Regions from separate parts of the Sus scrofa genome. Here regions 1, 2 and 3 are each linked to region 4. Evidence: chromatin contacts called from public HiChIP or PLAC-seq data. All regions are on one chromosome and are shown on one strand. The core of a region is the stretch at or near the end of the contact, and the rest is flanking DNA. Distances in the headings are between cores, read along the strand shown.

Region 1 (4,579 bases), core at 1,880-4,379, 500 kb after region 4:
AATAAGGCAGGCTGTGACATCTTTGCTCTCACTTCTTGAGTGAATGTCCTTCTCGGGTGATAACAGATTGCCTGCCTGTCTGCTGACTGCCCTCTGTGGAACAAATAACCCAGAAGGTGTCCACTGCTTGGTTGCTGCATGTGTGGTTCATTGATTTTTCATGGGTTATATATGGTCTGGTTTTCTCAGTGAGAAAATAATACCTTTATAATCAGAAAATACCCCTAATTTTCAGTTTTGGAGTAGAAAGGAAATAAACAGTAGACATATGAAAAGTAAAAAGGAAGTTGTTTGAAAGTAATTGAGCTCCGAAAGCATGAATAGAGCAGGAGAGAAGCCAGGATGCTAGATGCTAGTCAAGTTCCACGGGGTAGGTAAAGCTCATCCACCAGGTAGTCAGCTTGAAAAAATCGAAAAGCAGGAGATAACTGCCAAGAGACTATGGAAATGGAAAGGACAGGAGAAGAAAAACTTGTTAGGCATGATTATCAGGTTAGAGTTTGGATAGTGAGAGAAGGCAGCTCTTTCTGTCCAGAATAGGCTTTCTCAGTGGAGATTAGGCTCTCACTTACGAAAAGTAACTGCCAGGTTCTGGCTGGCCTTATTCAACAGCTCTCTTAATAATTAATTTTTTTTTCTTTATGCCTTTTAGGGCTGCATTCACGGTATATGGAAGTTCCCCGGCTAGGGGTCAAATCGGAGCTGTAGCTGCTGGCCTATGCCACAGCAGTGCGGGATCCAAACTGTGTCTGCAACCTACACCACAGCTCATGGCAATGGCAGTGGCAATGCCGGATCCCCAACCCACTGAGCGAGGCAGGAATCAAACCCTCATCCTCATGTATACTATTCGGATTTGTTTCCGCTGTGCCACGAAGGGAACTCCCAATAATTAAAATTTAATAGCATAAGAATAGATGGAAGCTACTTCAACAAGAGAACCTGTTTCTCAAACCTAGCTGTTATAATGCTAAAGTCATTTTTAACTTAATCCAGCTTTTATTGAACATTATTTTGGAGTTTCTAGATAAAGTAATAAGAAAATTAAGTTATTGCTAAACACTTGGGAGAGACAGATTTGTTCTTTTTGCCAATGTGATTGATACACCTAGAAAACACAGTTAAAATAAATTATATGAGTAAATGAAGGTAGGTTAGAGGCTGATAACAAGATTATATTATAGAGTAATATAGGTGTGAGCATTTCTACATAAAAATAAGTAGTAATAATTCATAAATAATGAATTTGTTATTTAAGAATTCATTATTTCGCATGTTTGGAGGAGTAGACACTCTAGACTGTTTACATTGGTTAAATTTTCTCATTACGTCTTGGTATTGTATGCACTGGACATATATTATTTCTATAATTTTAGAGGAGGAATTTTATAATGATTAAGTTCTTTCTATGCTTAGGAATGTCTATATTTTCTAATGATTCAAAGATTTACTAATGTCTTTATTACGTAGCCTTAGTACCCTCAGTTTTTGGTTATTACTGCGATTCCTTTCTGTGAGCAGTATTGACGTCATCATCTAGCCTCCTTCCCTTCCCTCTCCCTCAGCATCTGATTTCTCAGTTGATACTTGAGGAGTCTCAGTTGAGATCCATAAAACTGATATTAGCAGGATTATTCTCCTTTTCAAAAACTTTCCCCAGAAGTTCCCTTCGTGGCTCAGCGGGTTAACAAACCCGACTAGGATCCGTGAGGAAGCAGGTTAAGGATCCGGCATTGCCGTGTGTGAGTTGTGGTGTAGGCCCACAGATGAGGCTCGGATCCCGCAGTACTGTGGCTGTGGTGTAGGCTGGCAGCTGCAGCTCAGCCCCTAGCCTGGGAGCCTCCGTATGCCATGGGTGTGGCCCTAAAAAGAAAAAAAAAAAAAAAAAAAAAAAGCAACCTCTCCCACTCTGCCTTCCACTCCCTTTGGTAGTTACATTATGTAGTACGCGGTCTCCCTCACAGCCATCCTGTTATCTTACATCTACTAGGAAGCAGTAACGCTCACTATCACTCGATCGCTAAATCTCTAGTCACTTTGGTTGCCTGATGCTCATTCTCTGCTATATTCCTCGGGAATGGTTTATAGAAACAATATTCCATGAGTTAGAGTATTTTCATAACAGTTTGTCTGCAGCCTTTATATTTGAAGGCCATCGGTATATAAAAGTCTTTGGATCATGTTTTATTTACTTAAGTAATTTAAATAGATTATTCCATTGTGGTATAAAGCATTGCTGTGGATGTTTGATGGTCTAATGTTTTGCCCTTGAAAATGACTTATCTTTATACTAGATTCCCAAAGGATTTTTTTTTAATCTTTTATTTCAAAGTGTACTCACTTATTAAACCATGTCTTGGTGTTAGCCATTTTGGGTCAAGATCAGTGTGTTCTTTCAGTGTATAGTTGCAGTCTTTTTTTTTTTTTTTAACTTCAGGAGAGTCTTAAATTTGAGTTTTCAGTATTTCTTTTGTTATATGGCTTTGATTTCCTTCTCAGGGACTCAGCCTGTTGTGGGTATGTTTGATCTTTTCTGCCTATCATCTGTTTCTTTCACTTCCTCTCAAAAATGTCAAAATCTTTCTAAATTTACTTCAAAAATAAATGGAAAATTATTAAATATAATTTCAGGTTTAAAAAAATTTAATTTCAAACTTACAGAACAATTGTAATAGTACAAGGGACATGCTTCTGTTTGGTTATTTCTTTGTGAAAAAAATTTTAAGCTCCTCCTTAATCTGTTTCTTTTAAGGCATTAAATGTGTCTATTTGCTCTTGTGGTTCTCCTTCTTTTGTCTTCATTTCAGAAAATATTTTCGTCTTTTCTTTTGAATTCTTTCCTGATTTCTTTCACTTCTCTTTTCATATCATTCATTTTTCCAGTTGCCTTGTTTATTGAGTTTTCATTCTCATTTATATTGTTCTTCCATAGCTTCTACCATTTTCTTAATTTCTTTTAGCTTAGTTTCATCTTTTGTAGGCCTCTTTCTAGCTTACTTTTGTTTTCTGTAGGGATGTTGTTTGTTCCTTCTCTTTTATATATTAATGCTGTGTAGAACTCAACTGTTCCTTGTCTGCTGATCATTTTAAACTGAGTGGTTTCCCTGTAGTTTTAGGAAGGAAGGAGTGAGTCAGACATTCTAACCCAGAGCTCTCAGGCTCCCTCTTCAGTTGACTCTGTGAAGTGATTTTTAAAACCACCTTATGCTTTCCTAGATCTGCTTCCCCAGTTCCTCTCATTTTTGCCTGTTATCTCAGCCTTCTCTTTGCTTTGCCCCTTTTGTCCATATCTTGCTCAGTTTGTACTACTCCCAGAACCTTCTCAGGGCAGGCATTATCCTAGAAGGTCCTAGTTTTGAGAGTCTGTAGGGCCTAGGCTGTCCCAGCACCTTGGTGAGGGGAGCCTGGCAATGCCTGGGAACTGAAGCCTGTGGAATCTGCTCCCTGTTTGGCTGCTAACAGGTTGGCCTGTCACACTTTCCAGTGAGACCTGATGGTGATTTGGGCTTCTCCTGATCCCAGCCATCAGAATGCCCAGTTGTTTTGATTTTCCTTCCTCTCAAATGCTAATACCACATAGGTCTTAATAACTGGTGTGTCCCCTGCTTACTTGAACTTTAAGAATCACAACACAGCCTCGTGCGTGGTTTTGTTCTAATGTCTGAGGGGTTGTCTGTTGGTGTTGCTATCCTGTTGCCCTGTTTATTTTTACAGGGGATCTTAGGGAGAGGGAGAAACTGTGCTGCCACTGCCACCATCTTCCCAGGATCATAAAGCCAGTGTAATCTCTCAAAAACATATATCCATTTATATCATTTCTCCCCCTTAAAAAAATTGAGTCGCAAGACTCCTTTATGAAAACTTTCAAACATATAGAAATAGATTAGTATAATGAACCCCTCTGTATCATCACCCAGTTTCAGTAATTAGAAACTCCTGGCTCATCTTCTTTCCTCTGTACCCCCTGCCCATTAACCCCTCCTAGCTCTAATTTATTTTGAAGTAAATCCAAGCATCATAACAAATACTTTTTTAAAAAATTAATAAACGCACAGGTCCGAAGAGCCAGATCCAAGTCTACTTTGGACTTGGAAAATGAAATCTCAAAGCTGACAGCACCATCCAGGGTCTGGACTGAGGGACCAAAAGCCTGGAAGTATGTTCAGAGTGCAAGTGGGAGCTGATCATCTTGACAAGCTCTGCTGGGCACAAGGAACAAGGAAGACAGCACTTGCCATTCCTACTTGAATACTCTTTGCAGCGGCGAGGAGCCGTGGGTTTTGATTTCGGAGTGCTTCGTACTGCGTCGAGTCCATCCTCAGCCTGGCTCCAGGGCCCCATGTAAAAGCCTTCCTGATATTCCAGCCATTGACCTGCTCCTCCCCTACTTTGTAGGGAGAATGGAGGGAGCCTAGATTCCACCTCAGATGGAATGTTGCCTTCTCCAGGAGTGTATTGCATCAGAAAATCGTGCTGCCTGCAGGAGAAGTAGAGGGGAAGGGGCACCTCCTTCCAAGAAATGTTTCTCTCACACCCAGCCATTCCTTGGGTATCATAGCAGGAGATTACTCATTACAGG
Region 2 (4,124 bases), core at 1,286-3,785, 460 kb after region 4:
CTGGAGACCCAAGGGCTACTTCTAAAGCTGCTAACAGAGCATCCTCTGTGCTTCAGTTTGTGAAAGACAATAAATGGATTCAAGTGATTATGTACCAAAGAGTAGGGTATATTTCTTGCTAATGCCATGAGAAAGATGAGGTCCTTCCACCCACTGAATAGGAGTCATCTGCTTTGGCTTCAAATGGAGTCATTACAGGAATGCTGTTTAATTGGACAATAGCATGTTCTCTGGGGATGGGGGGGGGGGTTTAAAGCTAGACTGCAGTCGGATTTAATTGATATCTTAGTTTGGAAACCCCCTATAGCCAAATTTGTATCTTAGTTTGGGTTTCCCCAGAGGCAGAGCCTGAGACAAAGATTCAAGGACAAGTATTTTATTCAGTAGGGAAGGAGAAAGAAGGGAAGAGAGAACAACCGAAATTAAGCAAGTTATCAAGACAGTTACTGCCATGGGTAACTGGAGCTTCGCCTCACCAGTGTAGAACATGTGTTTCAGAGTTATCCTACCCGAGGGACCAGGGAGCTGGGGTATTTATATATCACCTCTTTCCAGGCACAGGTTGATGGCTGCATCTGGGTGGAAGGGAGAGAGTCCTAGTTCTCCAATACTTCCAGTCTGCGAGGGAGGTCCAACAGCCAGGAAAAAAAACAAACTCATACAAAAAGATGAAGACGCTAGCAGCTATTAGTTGGGCAAGTGAAGCTGGGAAAATGATAAAATCTGAGGCTCACAAACTCAGTAACAACTGCTACTCCCTAGGTGCAAGTAGTTTATTTGGGAGACAACCCCAAGAAGAAGAACAAAGGAGTGGGAAAATGAGGTAGGGAAGGGAGGACCAGAATAAAGGGTATGTCAGTGAGTTGGTTCCCTTTATGTGCAACTGGGGCCCAATCTCAGTGGGAACCTCTGGGACATTTATCCACAGCACCCATCTCCCAGTGGTTGAAGGTACTGCCTAGGGCTATCAATTCCCAGGCATTTCCCTTGTGACCTGCTGTGTACACACTGAGCACATGGGCCCTGGGCAGTGATGCAGATGCTGGAGGTTGGAAGCCATAACCATGTACAAAACTGTCCACCAAGCTTCAGGCAGTCCTCCAGGATGGGCTGAAAGAGACGATCATAGGCACCAATGCTGGTCAGGAAACTCAAGAAAGAGGGAACAGAGAAGAAGGTGCAAAGCCAACGTTTACAAAGTGCAGGGCACTGACATGCATTAGTACATTTAATCTTGTTTTTATAATTCCCATTTTACAGATGAGAAAACTGGGTTCAGAGAGGAATGTGACTTGCTCTTGGTAATGTGGCAGTTAACTGGCAGTGCTGAAATTCCAGCTCAGATTTAGTCTGCAAAAACAATGTCTACCAGCCCCCCACCCCCACCCCACACATCTACTTTTTCCTAAATGATGTTTAGGAGGTTATCAAGACTGAGGTTGAGAAAAGCCTTATGGTGTCCTTAAATTTTTTTTTGGTGTCCCTAAATTTTAAAGATACTTTACGAATTTCATTTGCACTTTTCATTTATTCAGTACATTTATTAAGTAGCCAATATATGGTGAGACAAGACAGACAAAATCCTTTCCCCTTAGAGTTTATGTTACAGCAGGAAAAGAGACACTAAACCACTAAACAACACATGTGGGAGGCATGGAAGTACAGATCTTTAGAGTGGGAGTGAGAGGGAGAAGAGAAGGCCACCAATGAAAGGAAATTATTTGATCACAGCTGAGATGCAGATTCTCAGTCTCAGCCTGATGGATATTTTGGGCTGGATTTTTCCATTGTTGGGGACAGTCTTGTGCAAGTAGGATGTTTCATACTGAAGAACTGGACCCTAAATATAGACATTACTATAGATGAAGTCTTCATAAAAAAGAGTTTAAAAAATTATTTCAGAAGACTCTACAATAGGACTATCAGTTGGACATTCAAGGGGAAATCAAGTTTGGTCAGAACTTAAACAGTTTAAGTTTAAGAGGGCGTGAGAATCCAGGACGGGTGGGACCACACTCGCATGTAAGCAAGTGGGAGAACTTTATGGAAATGCAGGTGTTTGGTGTTGGGGGTGAGGAATGACAGTTTTCTACACATAAGCAAAAGATGGTCCAAACAGGTCAATGCCAAAGCTGTCTGGAGACAATGCTGGACTTCACACCAGTCTGTGTGAGCTTAGTTCATGGATCAATCAACCTTCCCCTCAGAGGGGGAAATTCCACTAAATAGAAAAGAATCTTATTTGCTCATACTCTTGGCTATCTTCAGATTATAGATGCCTTTAGGGCCCATTTAAGAGGTCTTATAGCGCTTCTTTAACTGTTACTCAAACCAGGCTCAAAAGCAGGAGATTGACATAACAGTCAAGATACAAGCGTCCTTCAAAATTATATCTGGTCCACCCAAACCCCAAAGTGAATTGGGATTTCAACTTTTTAAATGAGACTCTTTAGTGCCAACAGCAATAAAGACCAATGAGTCAAAAGCTCATGCAATTTCAAAACTGTGGTTTTCTTCTGATGGCTGCTGGGGACTTCCACAGAAGTCACGATGTTAATACAGGAACAAACAATGAAAAAAAAATGGCAACATGACAGAGGCATAGACCAATGTCTGTATGTTTACCTGAGTCCAAATAAATCCTATACTAGTGGTATTTATATGTGTAACCATAAATGGCAGGGCCAGCGTGGGTCCTTGACTCTGCCTTTTAGTAGCTCTGGGACCTGAGGAAGTCCCTTCGGCTTTCTGAGCACCAGCTTCCTCATTTCTAAAATGCAGGTGGTAGTAGAACCTGCCTCAGAGAGTTGTTGTGAAAATTAAATAAGATACTGTGTGTTAAATGCTAAATAAGGTGATATGTTAGTTTCCTATGGTTGCTGTTTCAAATTATCACAAACCTAGTGGCTGAAAGTAATGCGAAGTTATTGCCTTATAATTACAAAGTCAGAAGATGGGTCTTATGGAGCTAAAAAAAAAAAAAAAATAAGGGCGTTTGCAGATCTCCATTCCTTTCAGAGTCTCCAGGCAGGAATCTGTTTCCTTGCCTTTTCCAGCTTCTTGGCTCGTGGCACATCCTCCATCTTCAAAGAAAACAGCATGGCATCTTCTGATCACTCTCTTAGACCCTGATTCCTTATTTACATCGTTTTCTCTGACTTTGACCCACCTGCCTCCCTTTTATAAGGACCCTTTTTGCTCCATTGGGCCCACGGAGATAATCCAGGATAATCTCCCCATCTCAATATCATTAACCTACTCACGAAGTCCCTTCTGCCACATAAAGTAACACATTTATAGGTTCTGAGGTTTAGAGCATAGATTTCTTTGTAGGGACCATTATTCTATCTACTGTAAGTGGCTATTTATAGCATTATTCGTATGGGTTGCTGGTTACACATACTTGAAGGCAATGTACAGTAAGGATGACATATTGTAAAGGGGGAAAAACCCAAACCCTAACCCTAAAATCCTAAGAGTGATTGTGATTGATGTTAAATCGATGTAACTAAGATGTTTCTTTTCTCCATTTTTGATAACACATATATTACTTTTATTTTATTTTATTTATTGTCTTTTTAGGGCCTCACCCATGGCATATGGAAGTTCCCAGGCTAGAAGTCAAATCGGAGCTACAGCTGCCAGCCTACACCACAGCCACAGCAATGCAGGATCCGAGCTGTACCTGCCATCTACATCACAGTTCATGGAAATGCTGGATCCTTAACCCACTGAGGGAGGCCAGGGATCGAACCTGTGTCCTCTTGGACACTAGTTCACACCGCTGAGCCATGATGGGAACCCCTTATGTTACTTTTATAATAAAAATATTTTTATTAAAATGTTAGTAAATATGAAAATAGAAATCTCAATTTTATATGATAGTATTTTCATGTATTGTTCTAGCTATCGGGTGATGCATGACAAACCAGCCCCAAATTTAGTGGCTTAAAAACAGCAGTTTATTATTCTCATTGGCAGTTTTATGGGTTGACTGGACTCGGCTGAGTGAGTCTCATGCCGTTGCAAACAGATGGCTACTGGGCTTGACGTTATCTTGATTTGAACTGGACATTGCAGATGGCATCTCAGGGCTCTCCCACTGGAGTAGCCTGAACTTCCAT
Region 3 (4,683 bases), core at 939-3,438, 320 kb before region 4:
TCTTTCTTTTTCTCTCTCTCTCTATTTTTGTCTTTTTGCCATTTCTTGGGCCGCTCCCGTGGCATATGGAGGTTCCCAGGCTATGGAGCTGTAGCCACCGGCCTGAGCCACAGCTACAGCAACACAGGGATCTGAGCCGTGTTTGCAACCTACACCACAGCTCATGGCAACGCCAGCTCCCTAACCCACTGAGCAAGGTCAGGGATCGAACCCACAACCTCATGGTTCCTAGTCGGATTCGATGACCACTGAGCCATAACGGGAACTCCTTTTTTTTTTTTTTTTTTTTTTCTCTTTCTTAATGGCTGGGTAGTATTCCATTGTGTATCTATACCACATAGTCTTAATCCAGTCATCTGTCGATGGACATTTAAGTTGTTTCCATGTCTTTGCTATTGTGAATAATGCTGTAATGAACATACAGGTACATGTATCTTTTTCAAGGTTATTTTTTTCTGGGTATATGCCCAAGAGTGGGATTGCTGGGTCATATGGTAGTTCTATATTTAGTTTTCTGAGGTACCTCCATACTGTTCTCCATAGTGGTTGTACCAATTTACATTCCCACCAACAATGTAGGAAGGTTCCCTTTCCTCCACACCCTCTCCAGCATTTGTTATTTGTGGACTTATTAATGATGGCCATTCTGACTGGTGTGAGGTGGTACCTCATGGGAGTTTTGATTTGCATTTCTCTAATAATCAGTGATGTTGAGCATCTTTTCATGTGCTTATTGGCCATCTGTATATCTGCTTTGGAGAAATGTCTATTCAGGTCTTTTGACCATTTTTCAAATGGGTTGCTGGATTTTTTTACTGTTGAGGTGTATAAGTTGTTTGTATATTTTGGAGATTAAGCCCTTGTCAGTTGCATTGTTTGAAACTATTTTTTCCCATTCTGTAGGTTGTCTTTTTTTTTTTTAATGGTTTCCTCTGCTGTGCAAAAGCTTGTCAGTTTGATTAAGTCCCGTTGGTTTATTTTTGCTTTTATTTCTGTTGCCTTGGGAGACTGACCTGAGAAAACATTTGTAAAGTTGATGTCAGAGAATGTTTGCCTATGTTCTCTTCTAGGAGTTTGATGGTGTCTTGTCTTAAATTTAAGTCTAAGCCATTTTGAGTTTATTTTTGTTTATGGTGTGAGGGTGTTTTCCAGGTTCATTGATTTACATGTGACTGTCCAGTTTTCCCAGCACCACTTGCTGAAAAGACTCTTTTTCCCATTTTATATTCTTGCTCCTTTGTCAAAAATTAATTGACCATAGGCGTCTGGGTTTATTTCTGGGTTCTCTATTCTGCTCCATTGGTCTGTATGTCTGTTTTGGTACCAGTACCACTCTGTCTTGATTACTGTGGCTATGTAATATTGCCTGAAGTCTGGGAGAGTGATGCCTCCTGCTTGGTTTTTGTTCCTCAGGATTGCTTTGGCAGTTCTGGGTCTTTTATGGTTCCATATAAATTTTGGGATTGTTTGTTCTACTTCTGTGCAACGCTGGATCCTTAACCCACTGAGTGAGGCCAGGGATTGAACCCGAGTCCTCATGGATATTAGTCAGGTTCTTGACCCACTGAATCACGAGGGGAACTCCCGCCTTCCTCTTATAATGACATGTGTGGTGGCACTTAGAGTCCTCCTGGACAATCTAGAATAATCTCCTCATCGCAAGATATCTCAGAAGTCCAGCATTTAGCCCCCTGCCCCAGCTGTGTGAGCTCAGGCAAGTGTCTTAACCTTACTGTGCCTGTTTCCTTACTGTAAAATGACAGTAGCCACCTGCTTAGGCTGTTATGAGGATTAAATAAGTTAATCACATAAAGCACTTTAAAGGGTGACCAGCACATGATAAGAGCTTTGTGTCAGCTTTTAATATGATCAGGCCTCTCCTGCCAAGACTGAAATCCCCCAGAGAACTGTTTCCATCTTTGTCCTGTTCACCACTGTCTTCCCAGCATCTGCCACGAGGACTTACACACAGTAGGTGCTCAGTAAATACCTTATGCAGGCATACTGCTGGCTGGATGTGTGGTTTTAGGGAAGCTGTTTTTCCTCTCTGGGCCTTGGTTTCCTCCTGTCTCCATGAAGAACTGCTGTTGGGGAAAGTACATTTCTCTGTCGCAAAGGGTGTGTTCCTGTCGGGGAGTAGAGGTTTCTGGGGTCAGGGGACGGCTGAAGATGCTTTCTCTCTGAATCATCAGATTTCCCAACTTGAGGCCAAGTGTCTAAACTTTATGAGCAAGCTGGTTGGAGATAAGGTGGGGAAACACTGATTTGGCCAAAGCAGCAGCCAAGATGCTGGGTCTGGACTTCCCTGGAGCATTTCAGCTACGTGACTTGGAGCTTAGCATCTGCCAGGAAAACAGGCTGCTGGCCCACAACCAAGAGGGGCATCCCCAATGCCACCTTTAGTGGTTAGAGCCTGCTCTGGCTGTTCTGTTCACAGACCAGCATCTACTCAAACCCTTGTGGCTCCAGTGGAGAAGCAGAGACCCCAAAAGAGTGAAGACCTTGTCCAAAGTTAGGCTGCCCAATGAGGCTAGGATCCAGGACCTGCAGGAACCAACCGGACTAGGAGAGGGGGAGAGCTGCAGGCAGAGGGTGTGGCACCTACAACAGGGGTGAGAGATGACACAAACTCAGAAACCAGAGTGGAGGAGAGAAAGAGGGTACATTACCTGCTCAGGGCTTTGGATTCAAGTCTGAGGGCAAAAGGGCACCATCGATGGTTTTAGGAAGAGCAGCAGCAAGATCTGAGGGTCTTTTTCCAAATGTGGTCCACAGACCATCAGCGTCAGATCACCTACAAGCAGAGACGAGGAACAGGCTGTCCAAACACAGATTCCTGGGGTCTACCATAGATGGGCTCCTCGTTTATTTATTTATTTGGCTGCACCCAAAGCCTTCGGAAGTTCCCAGGCCAGGGATGGAACCCCTGCCACAGCTGCAATCCAAGCCACAGCAGTGACAATGCCAGATCCTTAACCCCTTGTGCCACCAGGGAATTCCGAGGCTTTTCATTTTAACAGACCCTCCTCTGAGGCAATTCCGAAGCACACTCAGTTTTAGGGAGTCCAGAGATGCTGAGTAACATTTCAGTTTAAAGATCAGCTGCAGAGCACAAGGAACTATAGCCAGTCTCCTGGGATAGGCCATGATGGAAAATAATATTTTCAAATATGTATATATATGTATGACTGAGTCACTCTGCTGTACAGCAGAAACAGGCACAACATTGTAAATCAACCATACTTTAATAAAGCGAGAAAGAGACTGAAAAATAAAGAAAGAAAGATCTGAACTCAGCCAGACTTAGTTTCAAATCCTAACTCTGCCACTCACTAGCTGTGTGACTTTAGGCCAGTTACTGAGCCTCTCTGAGCCTTGGTTTTCCTTTCTCTGAAATGGAGATAATCTTAGTCTTTGCCTCTCCAGGTTCTGCTAAGAACTAAATAAGATAAGTCCCCGTTGTGGCTCAGTGGTTAACAAATCCGACTAGGAACCATGAGGTTGCAGGTTTGATCCCTGGCCTCGCTCAGTGGGTTAAGGATCCGGCGTTGCTGTGAGCTGTGAGTAGGTCGCAGACGTGGCTCGGATCCCGAGTTGCTGTGGCTCTGGCATAGGCCAGCGACTACAGCTCTGATTCGACCCCTAGCCTGGGAACTTCCATATGCCGTGGGTACAGCCCTAAAAATCAACAAAACAAAATAAAACACTATGTAAAAAATATATTGCAGGTATTTAATGAGATTGTGTAAAGCACAAATGGAAAAGTCCTAAGGCATCCATGCTCCAAGTCAAAGCTAACTTTACAAACCTTTCCAAGGTGCCCCCAGCTACAACAGCATTACACAAGGAGTCGTTCTCTCCTAAGGGTAGATTACATCCAATACTTTAAAAAGGGAAGAGGATGTGACCCACAGAGATGACAGGATCGAATTCCAAGAGAAGAACCTCAGTAACGGAAGTCCTTTAGCTGTTACACTGAACAGAAGAACAAATGGTGTCAGGACGCTACCAGCCCAACTATTTCATAGTAAAGTTGATTTTTTTTTATTTTTAGGATATGGTTTCATTTATTCAGAAGAAAGGAAAAGGAACCCAAACAAGCCCCCCCAAACCTAAGACAAAAGCAACCAAGCTAAATATAAACAAAATCCAAATGTACTCCATACAGCTTCATTTGAGGAATAATTTGCACAGGTCTGCATCCTTTTATTTGTCCTTTGAAGTGAGTTTTTCAATCAGTTCTTGGAGGGGTACAAGCTCTCTCCTCTCAATAAGGTTGAATTCCTGGACAAAAAAAATAAAGTGCTTGAAAGATGTATTGAGATGCGCTTCCTCCTCGAATTGGATCACAGGGTCAAAATGCTGATGATAAGAGTCGGCATAAACCCTAAAGAGGCGTTTGAGTATCGTTTTTGCCACAGACATGAAATTCTTTGGGAATGGGACACCAATTTCTTGACGGAAATAATGTCTCATCATCCAAGGGGTCCTGAGCCCACGTCATCAGATAATCAATACACTTTGGGGCAGAGCACTTAATAGGCTTCTTTATGTTTGTTCCATCTGCCCAACGATGTTCACATTTGGGGCCAGCCGACATCACTGGACAACTTTCTTCTGCGCAAAAGTCTGTGATTGTTCCATAACGCATGTTGATCTGATTAAAGAAATCCACCGTGTTCA
Region 4 (4,166 bases), core at 843-3,342:
CTGTGGCTGTGGCGGAGGCCGGCAGCTGTAGCTCCAGTTGGACCCCTAGCCTGGGACCCTCCATATGCTGTGGGTGTGGCCCTAAAAAGCAAAAAAAAAAAAAAAAAAAGGCAAGGCGTTTCCTTGTGGCACAGCGGGGTAAGTATCTGACATTGTCACTGTGCCATGAGTTCAATCCCTGGCCTGGGAACTTCCACATTCCACAGGCACAGCCAAAAAAGACTGGCAATCTCAGAAATTCTAAGGGGCCTAGGGCTCTCTCCGTCCTGAAGCCTCTGCCACCTGAACTGCTTTCACACCCTGGAACACTCATCTGCCCCGGGCTCTCTAATCACGGTGGCCAGTGGTCACTGCTGCCCAGAATGTCTGCTCACTTCCTCTCACACCTGCCCATCCTGTGACCTCAGCCTGAAGTCAGTCAGTCTCACCCTTCTGACTCACCTGGGCCCCTCTGGGTTGGTGGGGAGCCCAGTACCGCTCTTCCTCCCCTGTGAGCTCCGGGTGCCGGGGCTTGTTTGTGACCCGGCCGGTTCATTATAAGATCCTGGCCCGCTAGACACTAGACCAGGGGCTTTCCATCACTGGGTTACTGTGACTCGGGCATAATAGCCTGTCACTTCTCTGAGCCTCAGTTTTCTTACTGGTAAAAGGGGTTAATACCCTTGCTTACCACTCAGGGCTTGCTGCGGGGGGTCACATAGCCACTGTGGCAGCAGTGAGAGGGTGACGACTTGAGCATCTCAGAGGTGATGAGTGACCTGAGAGCAGCTCTGGGAAGATCTGGGGGAGAACCACAAGTGCAAAGGCCCTGCTGTGGAAAAGAACCTGTGTGAAGAGGAGGCAAGAGGGCCCGATGAGTCTGAAGCAGATGAATGCGGGGAGAGTGGAGGAGAAGAGCCCGCCGGGCGAGGTGAGCCAAGAGCAGGGTTTGGATGTTATTTCGACCTAAGGAAATCATTTGTTCTCACGTTCCCCTCTTCGGCAACATCACCCACACCTAGTGGTCCAGAGATGCACAGAGGTCTCCAGGTGTGAAAGATGGGTGCAGGTGGGGAGCGAAGAGGCCCTGGGGCTTTTCCTGGAAACAGGTTCCTCCTTCTGCCAGGAAGTGGAGATAACAGGTGATATCAGTGCAGTCTGAGGGGCGAGGCTGCCAGGGCAAATTAGTGTGCGAGATAGTCTGTGAGATAATGGATGTGAGCCCCTTTGGCAAATGCGTGGAGATTAGCTGGCAAGCCGTGCTCGGCATGGTAGCAAGATCGCTAGGGCCTGCGTCAGGTCTGGAGCATCAGTGGCTCTCCGGGTGAGATGTTGGCTCAGCAGGTGTGGAGAGGTCTAGCTTCAGGGCCCCACTCAGCCCTGACACATCCACCCTCAAGGCCTCGATACCTGCCATTTAACCAGGGCAATCCCCTCTTCCCGGTTGCCTGGGATTGTTCCAGAAACCCTCAGTCCTGGGCAAACCAGGACAGTTGTCCCCTACTTATTACCCATATTCACTAGATAAAGAAACGAGATCACAGCGGCTGGCAGTCAATATTTGCCTGGATTTTGTGGCTGGGGTTTTTTCATGACAAAGTATTTGAAATAGTGACACATGCCTGTGAAATAACTGATTCATACCCTGGTGACCAGGCAGGTTAAGGATCTGACATCGTCCCTGCTGTGGCTCAGGTCACTTCACTGCTGTAGTGCAGTTTCAATCCCTGGCTTAGAAACTTCCACCTGCTGATGAGCTGGAAAAAAAAGTAAATGGAGTTCCTGCTGTGGTGCAAAGCAATAGGTGGGGTCTCTGGGTCTCTGGATCCCCGGTGCTGCACAGTGGCTTAAGGACCTGGAGTTGCTGCAATCGTGGCTCAGATCTGATCCCTAGCCAGGGAACTCCATCTGCCACGGGCTGGCTGAAAAAAAGAAAAAAAGTAATGACATTAATAGTTGCAAGTGTTTAAAAATGATTTTTAAGACACAGGAAATGCGTGTCGTAAAAGATCCTTCCTCCTCCTGCCAGGCTGCCACCCAGGTCCCCTCCTCAGAGACAACCCTCCCCCACCCCGGACTAGTTTCTAGTTCTCCCTCCAAGGGTTGTTTCTAAGAAATACCCACACATCGCTTCCTCTTTATGCGCAAACTATTATCATATTGTGTGTGCTATTCTGGGCCTTGCTGTTTACCACTTGATGTCTCTCTCTTGCACTCTCTCTCTTTTTTTTTTTTTTTGGCCACTCCTGTGCCATGTGGAAGTTCTGGGGCCCAGGACTGAACTGGCACAGCAGTGATCCCAGCTGCTGCGGTGACAATGCCAGGTCCTTAACCAGCTGTGCCACATGAGAACTCCACTCCATCTGATTCCACACCCATTACCTATAGAACTTTCTCCTTTTTGACAGGGGGCTAATCTGACTGCACTATAAGGTATTAACTGGTCCCCACGTGGACCTTGGCTCCAGTGCAGGAGTGTCCAATACCACTTGGGGATGCTAAAGGGACACCTATGTAGGTGAGCCTCCTGCACAGAGACTTGCACACAGCAGGTGCTCAGCAGATTGGAATAAAAAGGATTTATCTAGCTTTTCTTGGAGCTCTCAGCCCTGGGCCACACCCAACTTCCCTTGAAAGCCTTTTGTGTCCTAGGATGATGACTTTGATTCCTTCACAGAGGGCCTTCTGAGTCAGGCCCAAGGTTGAATCACTGTGTGTGTTCAGGCAGGTGAGAGACACTCAAGAGGTTTTATTTTTTAAATCAAGGATAAGGAAGGAGGTTGAGCCTGGTTTTGTTCATTGAACTTTCCATGGACAATGTCTTCTTCCTGTTTGAGATTAACGCTGATTGATCCACTCACCGAATGATGATCTAATCGAGGGGGCAGTTAGCCTAACATACAGTTTTTAGTGATTAGGAAGTTCATCAACTCAGTGACCAAAGGACACACAGGGCTCATTCGGGACACAGAGAAAAAATAAACGGCTTTGGAGTATGGAAAATTGCTCCACCCAAGCATGTAAATGCAGATTGTAACTAGAAGCTCTCACTTTCCCTTATCAGATGGGAAAAGATAAAATTTGAGGAGTTCCCATTATGGCTCAGGGGTTAACGAACTGAGACTAGGATCCACGAGGACACAGTTCTTCGGGTTCTTCCATCCCCAGCCTCGCTCAGTGGGTTAAGGATCCAGAGCTGGTGTTGCCGTGAGCTATGGTGTAGGTCACAGATGAGGCCTGAGCAGCTGCAGTTCCAATTCAACCCCTAGCCTGGGAACCTCCATATGCCTCAGGTGCAGCCCTAAAAAGACGAGAGACCAAAAAAAAAAAAAAAGACAAAATTTGACAATACCGTACTTCCACCAGGTTTTGAGAAAAGTCCCCCATCTCCCTGTTGGTGGAAGAATGATTTACTTTAACCTCGTTAGAGGGCATTTGCTAACACTTTTTGTAACATAATTTTTGGGTGCAATTATGTGTGCAATACAAGAGAGTCACTGAAATTGCCACCTTGTTTGTAACAGCAAAAAATTGTATTCTAGGAGTTCCCGTCGTAGCTCAGTGGTTAACGAATCTGACTAGGAACCATGAGGTTACGGATTTGATCCCTGCCCTCGCTCAGTGGGTTAAGGATCCGGCGTTGCTGTGAGCTGTGGTGTAGGTCACAGATGCGGCTCGGATCCCATGTTGCTGGGGCTCTGGTGTAGGCCAGTGGCTACAGCTCCAATTACACCCCTGGCCTGGGAATCTCCATATGCCGTGGGAAGCGGCCCTAGAAAAGGCAAAAAGACCAAAAAAAAAAAAAAAATTGTATTCTAATCTAAATGCCTATCACAAGTCCTCTTGTTAGATAAATTGTGTGATTGTGGTATAATCCATACAATGAGAAAGTGTGCCATTCTGCAACAGATGAAGGGAGCCACATGACATGATGGAGCAACTTTCAAGGTACACAATATAGTTACTTGGGAGGAAAGACTAGCTTGTGGGCTCCCACTTATGTTACTTAAAGAAGGGGTGTACAGATTCATGCACATATGTATGTCTTTCCTTGTCTCTATAAAGACCATCTCTGGACGGTCATACAAGGAACTGGTAAAAATGTGACTGGTATAAATAAACCACAATTTTTTTTTTTTTTTGTCTTTTTTTTAGGGCCGCACCTGCAGCACATGGAGGTTCCCAGG

Evidence for each region. HiChIP or PLAC-seq counts read pairs in DNA pulled down with a chosen protein or histone mark.
Region 1: an H3K27ac HiChIP or PLAC-seq map of alveolar macrophages shows a contact between it and region 4. The contact joins two enhancer-like sites. A contact is called at or near these places in 1 of 47 Hi-C or Micro-C datasets (embryonic fibroblasts) and 1 of 2 datasets of contacts at active chromatin or transcription factors (alveolar macrophages).
Region 2: an H3K27ac HiChIP or PLAC-seq map of alveolar macrophages shows a contact between it and region 4. The contact joins two enhancer-like sites. A contact is called at or near these places in 1 of 5 promoter capture datasets (liver), 3 of 47 Hi-C or Micro-C datasets (epiblast stem cells, liver and skeletal muscle) and 1 of 2 datasets of contacts at active chromatin or transcription factors (alveolar macrophages).
Region 3: an H3K27ac HiChIP or PLAC-seq map of alveolar macrophages shows a contact between it and region 4. The contact joins two enhancer-like sites. A contact is called at or near these places in 1 of 5 promoter capture datasets (fetal liver) and 1 of 2 datasets of contacts at active chromatin or transcription factors (alveolar macrophages).

What each region holds. Positions count from the first base shown.
Region 1 is chr17:52,040,987-52,045,565 of Sscrofa11.1, forward strand. All of the region lies in intron 1 of PTPN1 (protein tyrosine phosphatase, non-receptor type 1), which reads left to right. Among named protein-coding and RNA genes, the nearest start is that of PTPN1, 26 kb to the left of the region's middle. Within about 2 kb of position 3,130, at least 13 of the 83 cell types and tissues checked have an H3K27ac peak or open chromatin away from gene starts, as enhancers often do. A contact at or near this core is called in alveolar macrophages, where this site is marked.
Region 2 is chr17:51,997,731-52,001,854 of Sscrofa11.1, forward strand. No RefSeq gene overlaps it. Among named protein-coding and RNA genes, the nearest start is that of PTPN1, 17 kb to the right of the region's middle. Within about 2 kb of position 2,536, at least 1 of the 83 cell types and tissues checked has an H3K27ac peak or open chromatin away from gene starts, as enhancers often do. A contact at or near this core is called in alveolar macrophages, where this site is marked.
Region 3 is chr17:51,216,938-51,221,620 of Sscrofa11.1, forward strand. It overlaps the pseudogene LOC110257424. Among named protein-coding and RNA genes, the nearest start is that of PTGIS, 19 kb to the left of the region's middle. Within about 2 kb of position 2,189, at least 8 of the 83 cell types and tissues checked have an H3K27ac peak or open chromatin away from gene starts, as enhancers often do. A contact at or near this core is called in alveolar macrophages, where this site is marked.
Region 4 is chr17:51,537,924-51,542,089 of Sscrofa11.1, forward strand. No RefSeq gene overlaps it. Among named protein-coding and RNA genes, the nearest start is that of SNAI1, 6.4 kb to the right of the region's middle. Within about 2 kb of position 2,093, at least 14 of the 83 cell types and tissues checked have an H3K27ac peak or open chromatin away from gene starts, as enhancers often do. A contact at or near this core is called in alveolar macrophages, where this site is marked.